Linked DNA regions of Zea mays: regions 2 and 3 are each linked to region 1. A link is a contact called in public Hi-C data. All regions are on one chromosome and are shown on one strand. Each heading gives the region's core, a stretch centred on a gene start, on an enhancer-like site or on the middle of the called end of the contact. The rest is flanking DNA. Distances are from core to core; before and after follow the strand shown.

Region 1 (4,015 bases), core at 434-2,933:
CTGGAGTCTGTTTTTCTATCAAATATATATGCTGATGAAGCAATGTGGGGTGATGTTTTGAGGATTAGGAAAATGATATGTGATGAGGGGATGAGAAAGGATATTGGACGGAGTGTGATTGAAGTGGATGGAGAAATACATGAGTTTGTGAAGGGAGGTTGCTCATATCATTATAAGGAGGAAATGTACTTGGTGCTTTGGAATTTATCTAACATGGCAGCATCTATTTGATTGCTTCTTTCTGTACCAACTTTGTGAAATCATTCATCACGAGTCTGTTGATTCAACATTCTAGTCATGCACCAAATTGCATCTGATGGTTCATAGCCCAGATGGTAACTGCCTATTTTTCAAGCCTGAATTTTCCTGCTCAAGCACAAGCAGGTGCCAACATGAACAGTACCGACTCAATGAGGCTCTTGAGTATCCATGTGCTGTCCATTTATTATTATTTTTCTTGACTTGCTTCCACAGTGGTGACTCAACATGTGATTTAACGAAGAAGATTTATGCTTTTGGCTGCAGTTGTTACTCCTTTTAGTCAGTTTTAAATTGCATCATGCATTAGAGTAGCCACTTGTGGATTATGGGATTTAAAAGTGGTTTTGGCCTTTAAAGGACAAGTTTAGTCCTAATTGAGAAGTGTCTGCACCTCTGTACCATTGTTCTTTACTTCATCAGAGTGAAGATACATGAAGTTCAGATTTCAGAATGAAGACTTCAAGATTGTATACTGCCTCTTACTTCCGTCTACTTTATGTGTTTCATTTTATATCTGTGTTGTTGTTTGCTGATTACAAAAATGAAAAGTGGCTGATTTTGGGAACAACATTTGATGATTTGGGACTCTGTAATATGCCTTGTTTTGGTTATTTGGCTTTAGAACTGAAAAGTGATTGCTTTCTAAATTACCAGTATGGTTTATGCATATAGTCATGACTACCTGACCATCAGCACGAGTAGTTTGACTTGGCACTCTATTTTGTTTAGTCGATCTAGCATGATTGAGACACCTAAATGGTTGGTCCTCTTTGCTAATTGTAAGAAGCATGCTCAAGCTTAGAATTTAAGATTATATCCTAACAGAGTTAACAATGATGAACACTATCAAGCTACATAAGTGCTGCTGGACCGTGGGGTTCGGTGGTGTATTTACGTCAACCTTGGGGCATGAGACTCGAGTATGGTTTGGTGTAGGCGTCTTATGCATGTAAAATAGAACAGAAACCAATTTGTTTGTTCCTCTTTTTTTTCCTGTTTATTAATACCTACTTTACCTTAAACACTAAAACTTTGTTTGGTGTAGGCGTCTTATGCAGTATGAACTTTTGGTGTGAGCTGTCTGAGGGTGGGCGCAGTCACGCACGCAGGAAGCTGATTGACGAGCCTGGACGGATCACTCTCGCTCCACTCCAGTCACCAGTAGCCGAGTGCCACGTCCATCTTTTACGTGACGCGAAGCCGCGAAGCGGTCGGTTCTTATCACTTATCATCAGGGGGCCAGTCGGGGCAACCAGCTACAGGACACGTCCAGATGAACTTGCCCAGGTATGCATGCCCCGGCCCGACCACACTGACTGAACCTGGACGGCTTCCCGGTCTCGTGCGCTGCCCGGGCAGTCTGGTGGGGCACTTGGATAACACGCTGCAGCGGGTTATTATAAACAGGGACAGGTCCGCCTCCTCGCCGTCTCGTCTGACCGTACGTCTTTGGTGATGAAGCATCGATCCGGGAGAAGGTTCAGCATTAGCTCTAGCTAGAGCTAGATAGCCGGAGGAGGAGCTAGTAGGAAGAGGCATGGATAATCATCAACTTGTCGCCATGGCAGCGGTGGCTCAGCCGGCGAGCCCGACCTCGCCGCACGTCGCGCACAAGATCCCGCCCGGCGACGGGCCTTACGCGAGGGCCAAGCACTTCCAGGTAAAAGCCTCCATCAATTAGGATCTAGATTACCAATCATTAGCTGTTAGCTCAGCATGCTCATAACTGTTTTTTTATTTTTTTATTTTTTTGCTGTCGACGGATGGTTGTTCTAGCTTGATTCTAGGTCTCATTATTGGTTAGATCTGTATAATCTGGTGATTAAGTTAATTTCACACAAATAATCACAATTACTAACAGTATTAGCTTGAGATCTATAGGCATTTCTGAATTTTCTATTACCGAGTAAAATTTAGCAACATCATTTATTTACTAGTGATCTAGAGAGAGAGAAAAAGGCAAAACGACTCACAATAATTTGGAACGGAGTGATCTGATTGAAATGAACTTTTAAATTATTTATTATTAATACCGTTGCTGTGATGATCGAATAATTAAGCTGGTGGAGAAGGACCTGGACGCGTCGATCGCGTGGTTCTGGAAGGCGATCAGCGCGGGCGACAAGTTGGACAGCGCGCTCAAGGACATGGCGGTGGTGATGAAGCAGCGCGGGTACCTGGCGGAGGCCATCGACGCCATCAGGTCGCTGCGGCACCTGTGCCCGAAGCAGTCCCAGGAGCCGCTGGACAACATCCTCCTGGACCTCTACAAGGCCAGCGGGCGGACCAAGGAGGAGATCGAGCTGCTCAAGCAGAAGCTCCGCAAGATCTACCTCGGCGAGGCGTTCCATGGCAGGACCACCAAGCGCGCCCGCTCGCACGGCCGCAAGATCCACGTCTCCGTCAAGCAAGAGACATCGCGCGTCCTGGTGCGTGTGCATGCGGCGGTCCCCAGACCCCAGCCTGTTCCAGAGTCCACACGTCCAGTGCGTGGCATAGCTAATAAGCTTCGCCGGACATGCATGCAATGCAGGGCAACCTCGCGTGGGCGTACATGCAGCAGCGCAACTTCATGGCGGCGGAGGTGGTGTACCGGAAGGCGCAGATGATCGACCCGGACGCCAACAAGGCGTGCAACCTCGCCCTCTGCCTCATCGAGCAGGCCCGGCTCGCCGACGCCGAGCTCGTCCTCGCCGACGTGCTCGCCGGGAGGTACCTGCAGGCCCGCGACCAGCAGGACGGCAAGATCGTCCGGAAAGTGGAGGAGCTGCTGGCCCGGATCATGGCGCATACGACGTGGCCGGGCGGTGGCGGCGGTGACGGACGACGACGCCCGGCGGATAAGAGCGGGAGCGGGAGCGAGAGCGACGACGATGACTGGGTCGAGAACCAGATGCTGGCTTTGCTCGACGTGGCGGTGCCGTACCGGAAGAAGAGCAGGAGGCTGCCGGTCTTTGAGGAGATCTCGCGAGCAGAATAGCAGATGGCTGATATAGATTAGCAGCAGCATCATCATCTTTCGATCGAGCTCCATGCATATATCGTTTGAGCGAGCGCGGATCCTCTGGACCTAACTGCAGTCTGCAGATAGGTAGGTAGGTAGGTCTGAGCTGATCCAGACCCACATGTCAGTGACCGGACGCAGAGGATCTGCTTCCATTATTATTTGATCGACTCCTGTCCAGCTCAACCTTTTGGACCAACTCCGTGGCGATAGCAGTAGCAGCAGCAGAAAGGTAAAGCGCGCGTGTGTGTGTGTGCCCCTGTGAATCTGTGGATCGGAGACAGTGTGCAGTAGCATAGCATCAGCAGCAAGGTATTTAAAGCGTGCAAGTGTGTGTATAACTGTATATACGCTTCTTATATGCATCTGTGGATATTTTGCATGGATCGGACGCATGTCGCAGTCGTGTAGTACGTGCGTTTGTAAAGCTATTTTCACCAGTATACTCATCTCTATGCTCATATTCAAATTTTCACTATATATCTGGTTGGTTGCCGTGTCAGTCTAACAGGATGCAATTTCACTATACGTCTGATTGGTTGCCGTATCAGTCTAACAATTTCACTATACGTATTGGTTGCCGTATCAGTCTAACAGGATGGCTAAATGGAGCCAGAATAAGTAGCATCAGGTTGAGCTTATGCAAGATATATTTATTTGGTTGCTTTCAGCCTTTCACAGACTCAATATATAGACTAGATACAGATTTTTTGGTTAGTTGTACCGATATATGTATTAGAGAAGAGTATA
Region 2 (4,015 bases), core at 465-2,964, 400 kb before region 1:
AGGAGACAGACTCTACCTGCAGTTATTGATTTACCAAGTTAGAACGCTAATATTCACCTGAACATGGAAAAAGGAGATAAAAATAAAAAAACCATACTTTTAGCTGGGCATGAAATTACCAATGAAACAAATTCTTGTCCACCTACTAGTAAGATGTTATGCAGATGAGATTCAGACAGTTAGTGCTAGAAAACTAACCATGCTTGAAACTATCTATCTTGGGAGTTTCAACATACAAAATCGAGGGAACAGATCATTCAGCAGTGAGTATTTCAAAATCTGGGATTTGATTCAGGGGGTTCAGCTTCAGTTCCGGACCATAGTTATTAAAGCGTTAAGGCGAGCACCTAAGGCCTAGTAGGCCCATTTCAGCCTAGTAGAAGAGAAAACATATGAAAAGGAAAAAAGAAAAATAAAGAAGCCCACAACTAATTGGCCCACCACAGCCCAACAATTTTAGGGTTAGGTCATACCTCCCTCAGCCTCCATCTAGATAGCCACTGCAACTTCCCTCTCAGCCGTACGATCCCCTCAGCCACCTGGTTCTCCTTCTCCTTCCCCCCCCAGCTCTCCTTCTCCCTCCCCACATCTCTCTTCTCCCTGCGTGCCGCCACCGCCGCGACTTGCGAGTCCATATAATTGTTACCATTTATAATTTCAATCGTATATGAAATGTCTTCTGTCCTTAAAAACTCCATGTGAAGACATGATTCCTATTTCCTAAAGAAGGGCAGACCTAGTGTAGTGGTGAGAGCTGTCTCATTGCATCAGATCACAGATTCAAAGCAATATCTTCGCAATTTATGAGAGAAGGTTTGCCTCGGTTTATCCCTTCTGCAGACCTCCGGCATTGGGTCTGCCACTTTTTTATAGACATCATTTTTAACTAAAGATTTAAGACCTGTGGCTCATGAGCAGTCTAGAGTATAGATAGGGCAATGAGACTATCTTAGCTAGTAGCTAGAAATTTTCTAAGTTCAGTCCGTTGTTACTAAACTGAGGACGACTTCGTGGCAAGTGGGGCCAATATAAAATGCAGTAGATGTTATAGTGATACTCATTTGGTTCCTTAACAATAAAGTGGCATATCCACGCCGCAGCTAACAATACTCAAGGCAAAAACAGTAAGGAAACTAACCGCTAGAAGATGCGTTCCATGGACAACTGGATCTAGACTCCCAAACCAAGCCCTAAAGGACCCAAACCGAGACATCCAAGTTCCAACAATCCCCAAAGCTCGTAATCCTCCAAGCCTTACGCACAAGAACGCCAGATTCAAGAAGAAAGGTCTAGGCCTCAAGTGAAAGGTGGCGCGTTTGGCACAGGAACCACCATCTGTGAGCTAACCTACATCTCTCGCAGCTAGGAGGCGCGCGTGCTAATCGAGGCCAAGAAAGGTGGGAGTGGAGCCGAGCTCACCAGTGGGACACGGACGCGGATACCCCCCGCACGCCGCGGCGGGGCGTCTCCGGCGGCCGCACGCATTGCGGATCGAGAAGAGTGGACGAGGAACACCCTCGAACTTGGCCTTCCTCTTCAGTCTCCACGAAGGTTTCCCCCTCTTGAACCAAAACCCAACGAGCAAAGAGGAGCGCAACCGCACAGGTGGCTCCCCTTCAAACGAGCAGTAGCTTTGACTCGAAAATCAGTCTCAGATGCGTTCTCCCCAGATCAGGCGACTAGGCACTAGGGATTGGTTTGCAGTCGCAAGCTCAATTTGGTCGGCAGACCGCAGATGAACTTCACCTCCGACTCGTGGGCCCGTTACCGGAGTCCTCTCGGCACAAGATGTGACTGAAAGATGGCCCCATGAAAGACGGGACCACCAAGTCAGTGACCCATTCTAACTCACGACACAACGCCCTGACAGGTGGGGTCCTGTGGGCCCCGGGTGACCTTCATCTTTCGGTCCTCGCTCCACGTTGCCCACAATGATCTGGCCCACTGACAGCGTGGACCCATACACCGACCAACTCCGAACCACTTGCCACGGCGCACGCGGCATGGAGCGAGCGGGCCCATATGTGGAGCAGGGAGGCCCACCTGGCGAGCGGGCTTCCCGATCAATCTCTCCAGCCTCTTTCTCGGATCCCCCCTCCCCGATTTCCTTCCCCACTCTGTCAGTCTAGTGCCCCGCGCGCGCTCTCTCGCCGCCTCGCCGCCGGCGACGAGCTTGAGCTCGAGCTCGAGCTGGTTTCTCGTATCGAAGACGCGGCCGCGGTATGGATCCCATGAACGTAGACAACGGCGGCTGCGGCGGCCTTGACGCGCAGATCGAGCAGCTGATGCAGTGCCGCCCGCTCGCCGAGCAGGAGGTGAGATCCAGTCCAGCTATACCCCCGTTCCATTCGGGTTTCCAGTTCGCTGGTTTGTATTTCGCGGTGTGATCTGCCGAATGATAAGACTGCCTTTGATCTGTTGCAAGGGCACGCTTAGGGTTTCTCGCCTTCTCTTCGGTGCACTGTTTGGTTGGAAGTGTGATCCGGTGTTCCGGTGGTTTGGGGGATATTTGAACCTCTTTTGGTATCTGGTGATTCGTTGGCATAGAGTGATGGTCTAGTGTGTAGTTTGTGCCTAGAGAGTGCAGCTTCGAATCATTCCGAATGTTGTGATTCAGATTTGATTCGTGTTAATAGATCTCCTTTTGTTCTCGCAGAAAAGTAGCACAAAAATGGAAAGCTGCATCTATTGTGATCTTCCAATTTAATCAAACTCAGACAAATATTTAGGGTGTGATAGTACAAACACTTATTTGCTCTGTTTTCAAGTCGTCCAACTAATCACGATTAATCGTTCAAGTCGGTTTGGACCCAAACCAATCGCGATTAATCGCCCAAGTTGTGCGACTAATAGTGATTAATCACGATTAAATGATTAATCATCCAAATCGGCCAGCCAGACTTGAAAACAATGCTTATTTGGTGGTTGCGTGCTATGTTTCCGCTTGGCCAAAAGAAGGGATACTTGGTGCATAGATGTGCAGGACTAACATTATTGGAATCGGCATAATGACTCCCACATATTTCAGGTTAAGGCCCTGTGCGAGAAGGCCAAGGAGATATTGATGGAGGAAAGCAACGTTCAGGTAAGCTGTGCTGGCAGTTTACCTCTCACTGATGGCTGGGTATTTTTCACAGTTTCACTCTAGGTGTAGGAGGTACCTATATTGATTGTTCCAAATGCTGTTGAACTAGTAGTATAATGTTTGCCATTGCATCGAATGAAGAACATTGTTTAATGTTTATTGTGATGCTCCATTTTGGTTGGCCCTTATTGTCGTACTATGTATCAATGATGTTATGATTAAGGAGTTGAACTTTGAATCTTTCAGTCTTGTCGCTTTCATTTTGATCGATAGATTCAGTGCTTTCATTTTAATCTGGTTCCTTGTAGAATGTAACACTAACAATAGGAATATAGGATAAATAATGTAATTTAAGGCTTTCCTCCCGTTTCAATCCATTTCATCCTGCTCAACCATTGGCTTATAAACTGAGTGCATGCATATAATGGCATGATGTTCACGTAGTTGTGGTAGCAATTTAGGTATTTCTTCTAAGCTTCTGTAACTTTGCTTGCAGCCTGTCAAGAGTCCAGTTACAATATGTGGTGATATACATGGACAATTCCATGATCTTGTAGAGCTTTTCCGAATTGGTGGGAAGGTACCAACTATTTTGACTCGACTTTACTTATTTCCCCCCCTTAAAGTATGGTCTACCCAAGATTGAAGCCACCATTTCCATCCTCTAATCCCTGTCATTTTTATTCTCTCCTGTTTCCAGTGTCCAGACACCAATTACTTATTTATGGGGGATTATGTAGATCGTGGCTACTATTCTGTTGAGACTGTCACTGTAAGAAATTAACCGCTGCTTACTTTCTTTATCAAGTTAGTTTTCTTTGTTGCTTTGCGGAATTGTCTTGTTTCACATGTAATTGTGCTGGAAAAAGGAAATCTGATTTATGAAGTTATGCTTTAACATATTTCTTATGGTCTTAATTTCAGTTCATA
Region 3 (4,015 bases), core at 438-2,937, 300 kb after region 1:
TACGTGGGCAGGTCGCAGGCGACAGAGATGAGCCGCCGTATGCGCTCAGATCAGACCCATCGCCCATGTCACGGACGGACTCACGGTAAAGGTCTCGTCCCCGGTCTCCAGTCGAGTCTCCGAACGCGTGCAAACCAAAAGGAGCGGTCACGCTCAAGCACCGCCTGCACGGTTCTTCCTTGGAACACTCTTGGCCTTGGTGCACTACGCAGATAGACCGACGACGTGGTGTCCTCTCATCATCTTGGACGCTCGCTCACACACGTCGCACAAGCACAGGCTTTCACTCTTTTTGTTGGCCAGTCTCAGCAAAAGGATCACGCATATATAGGACAACTAGAGCCTAGAGGTGGAAGAAGAAACGAATGGCACCGAGGTGGTTTCCAGCTCCTGCTCTGCTCTGCTCTGCTCTGCCTCACGACGATGCTGCATGCCCGCCCGCCGACCGACTTCAATGGCATGTGCTATGCCTGCTCGTTTATTACAGCATCGGCACACACCGTACTCCCTCCCTCCTATTGAAGCGAACCGCTCACTTGAAGCCTTGCATCGCGCATCTCCCAGAGAACCCCATCCCGTTTCTAGTTACCGTACTACCGGCATGGCTGGCGTATGTAACTAACCTGTCGCTGTCGTCGGCACTAGCACAGAAATAGGAGTGACGAGACGAGACTGCAGTTGACGATCCACACGACCCTCATGTATCAATGATGCCAACCAGCTGCCTGCAGGTAGAAAAAAAAACCGAGCTTCAATAACTTCTTCCGTTGCTGCTTTGACTTGACTCCTACCTTGGGAAACAGTTTCAACTAGTGCTCACGGCTCAGAGCAGGTTCGTACGAAGTTTGCCACGGAAAGACGAGCGCAAGACCCTACTGTCACATAAGATTAGCCATCTCGCCTAGATCGCAGTCGCAAGAGAAGAGGGGCCATGGGCAGCCACCCAGCAGCTAGCGTGATGAGCTGCCATCTTTCGTACCGCTCCTGCTCCCCACCACCGGTGGCGGTGAGGCGGTGACCGGTGCGCGGTGCCTCACTGCCTCTGCCACCGTACATAGACTACAGAGACACACGGGCCGCGGCTTCCCACAGTCTCTTTTTTTTTTCCACCCGTCTTTTCTCTTTCCTCCGTCTTCTCCCACTTGTTGTAGGGCCTGGGTGGGAGGAGTCAGGACAGGAGGCAGCACAGCCATTATAATAGCACGCCATACGCCAAAAGCTGCAGTGGAGCCGAGCAGGTACTCCCACTGTCGCCCTCTCCCAAGAACCCGCCCAAAGAATCCTAGAATCCAAGAAGAAGGGCAGCAACAAAAAACAAGGGGCGGGGGGGGCTGCAGGTCTGAGGGCGGAGGGGGAGGAGGTGGTGCTGCCGTGCTGGAAGACCAGTGTGTGAAGACCACACAGAGTCTCTCGCGCACCCGGTGTGCTGTGCTGTGGTCTTCCTCTTTGACCGCCTTCTCGGAGCGGGGAGTTTGGCCATGGGGAGGTGGTGGCCGGCCGCCCTGCTGGGCTGCGCAGTGGCGGTGGTGGCCGTTCTGGCGGCCGCCGTGGTGGAATGCGCGGTCACGTACGACAAGAAGGCGGTGCTCATTGATGGGCAGAGGCGGATTCTCTTCTCCGGATCCATACACTACCCCAGGAGCACCCCTGATGTAATAAGCTGCATTCTTCAAAACCTCTCCTTCTTTTTTTCCCCCCTTCTTCCCCGGGGCGGCGGGGAGTTCATGGCTGTGGTCAGCTGTGTTCTTGATGCAATGCTATCAAAAGCAAATTGCTTTCCTACTTTAGCCGTCCCTCTTTATTCCACGGTTAGTTTATTGGATGGGGGTTAACAAAGGGGGTTTCACATTTTCTCTTGCACTACGCCACTACCTTTCCCCTTTCTTAGTGTGTTTTTTTTTCTCAAGCAACCAACCATGTTGCTTGGTTCTTCCTTGCACAGCGTTTGGATAATCCTGTATTCTAAGCTAAAAAAAGTTTCCGACGAAAAAAAATCTGGGTTGGTTTTGTGGTATTTTCTTAAGAGTACGTGAACATATGCTGTGCCCACACGAGTCTCCGTGCCCGCATGAACAATTCCATACGAGCACAGAGGCTCCCTGAGCACATCCCTAGAGTCTATTGGTTCTGAAGCGGGTCCTTATTGTGTTTCTTTTCCATCAGATGTGGGAAGGACTGATTCAGAAGGCTAAAGATGGAGGCTTGGATGTGATTCAGACCTATGTCTTTTGGAACGGACATGAGCCTACGCCTGGAAATGTAGAGAAATTTTACACCTCTGCTCTTCCAGTTCCATTCAGCAGCTGTCATCATTAACTCATACAGGATTCGGATGGTTTTTTTTTTCGCTTCGCGCAGTACTATTTCGAAGAGAGGTACGATTTGGTCAGGTTCGTAAAGACGGTCCAGAAGGCCGGCCTGTTTGTACATCTCCGCATCGGCCCCTACATCTGCGGCGAGTGGAACTTCGGGTATTTCCCCATTTCTTGAAACCACTTCTGCGATAAAACGGAGTATTACCGTTTCCGGTTTTGGTGTATATGTATGCATGCACCACTCCTGTTGATTGACTTCTGTTGCGATGCATGCAATTTCGTAGTGGCTTCCCAGTTTGGTTGAAGTATGTACCAGGCATCAGCTTCAGGACAGACAACGAACCTTTCAAGGTCGGTCAGTGAAATCACCTCACCAACATTTCTGGATCTAGTTGGAGGTAACTTTTCTTTTGTCATCGTTGTAATGCTGCTCTCTGTTTGTGCAGACGGCAATGCAGGGTTTCACTGAGAAAATTGTTGGAATGATGAAGAGCGAAAACCTCTTTGCATCCCAAGGTGGCCCAATTATCCTCTCTCAGGCAAGTATAATCTTTTTTCCTTAGGTTTGGTGCAAAGGTTTAGGGTTCAGTTACTGCATATGGGGATAAACAGTTGCCCCTAATCTTCTAGTACATCATGTTAATAGCTTAATTCTCTTCAAGTTTTTTAACTATTGGTATTAGCAAATTCACAAGTCATCGCTCTTGCTAGTTTGTGCTGTTACACCTTGAATCCTTGATACAAGTGTGAAACTGGAGTAGCGTCTGATGGATAGTGATATCTAGTTGATACATCTTGATTTGCTTGTCCCATGTTCCCACTACTTCATGCTATTCATTACTGGACACATGCAAATCAATTTACAACTTACATGATATTTCCTTGCACAGATTGAGAATGAGTATGGGCCAGAAGGCAAGGAGTTTGGTGCCGCAGGTCAGGCATATATCAACTGGGCAGCAAAGATGGCAGTGGGACTGGACACTGGTGTGCCGTGGGTGATGTGCAAGGAGGAGGATGCACCTGATCCAGTGGTACAGTAATCTTGCAGTATGCCAATAACTCCATTTGCATTGTGTTACTTATGGTCAATGTGTGGTCAAATTAGTAAAATGACTTCCATGTGCTTCTGATAATGTGCCCAGGAGCTTGTCCGTTTTCTTTACTTCTGAAGTAGCATAATTCCTGTAAAAATGATGCTGTGGTCTCGATAGTCATATAGGGGGCTCATCTTCTGTTCTAAGAATGCGACTTCCGATGTTTATCCAAATGCTTATATTATGTTATATTACTTGTGTAATTCGTAATAAGGAAACTAAATCTCAATGCATATCCTGGATGCATTTGGAGGACCAAGATCAAATCAATGTCAGCTCACCTTATTTTAATTATGATGACTGTGCACTGTAGCATGCTATATTTTGCAATTTTGACTCTCTTGCAGAACTGGTTCTTGAAATTTGATTTAATAACTCCTAACAGATCAATGCGTGTAATGGTTTCTACTGTGATGCATTTTCTCCTAACAAACCTTACAAGCCCACAATGTGGACTGAAGCTTGGAGTGGCTGGTAAGTTTTCTCTTTCCTTTTCTTTTTTTGAAATGTTACTGTTTTGTCAAATTATTGCAAGTGCAATATCCAATAACCATTGATCTGGTCCAGATATGTACTGTTTCTGTTTAATCTTAGCTGCCATAT

The links. Hi-C and Micro-C count contacts between places; a contact is called where the count stands out from the background.
Region 2: a contact with region 1 is called in a Hi-C map of leaf, with 2.2 times the contacts expected there. The contact joins the promoter of LOC100281098 here to the promoter of LOC100284905 in region 1. A contact is called at or near these places in 2 of 25 Hi-C or Micro-C datasets (endosperm and leaf).
Region 3: a contact with region 1 is called in a Hi-C map of leaf, with 7 times the contacts expected there. The contact joins the promoter of LOC100382452 here to the promoter of LOC100284905 in region 1. A contact is called at or near these places in 3 of 25 Hi-C or Micro-C datasets (bundle sheath, endosperm and leaf).

The regions. Positions count from the first base shown.
Region 1 is chr1:14,102,246-14,106,260 of Zm-B73-REFERENCE-NAM-5.0, reverse strand. LOC100284905 reads left to right here and starts at 1,683. Exons shown (of 3, transcript NM_001157800.2): 1 at 1,683-1,921; 2 at 2,322-2,690; 3 at 2,795-3,760. The coding sequence starts at 1,799. The coding sequence ends at 3,241. It also overlaps the pseudogene LOC109942743.
Region 2 is chr1:14,504,758-14,508,772 of Zm-B73-REFERENCE-NAM-5.0, reverse strand. It overlaps LOC100281098 (kelch motif family protein), which reads right to left and starts at 1,714. Exons shown (of 2, transcript NM_001154017.2): 1 at 1,420-1,714; 2 at 1-16. The coding sequence starts at 1,485. It overlaps LOC100282834 (PP2Ac-5 - Phosphatase 2A isoform 5 belonging to family 2), which reads left to right and starts at 2,096. Exons shown (of 11, transcript NM_001155740.1): 1 at 2,096-2,315; 2 at 3,029-3,085; 3 at 3,582-3,665; 4 at 3,786-3,857. The coding sequence starts at 2,223.
Region 3 is chr1:13,803,368-13,807,382 of Zm-B73-REFERENCE-NAM-5.0, reverse strand. It overlaps LOC100382452, which reads left to right and starts at 1,687. Exons shown (of 19, transcript NM_001175193.1): 1 at 1,687-1,808; 2 at 2,164-2,259; 3 at 2,359-2,471; 4 at 2,600-2,666; 5 at 2,762-2,854; 6 at 3,206-3,349; 7 at 3,798-3,886. The coding sequence starts at 1,725.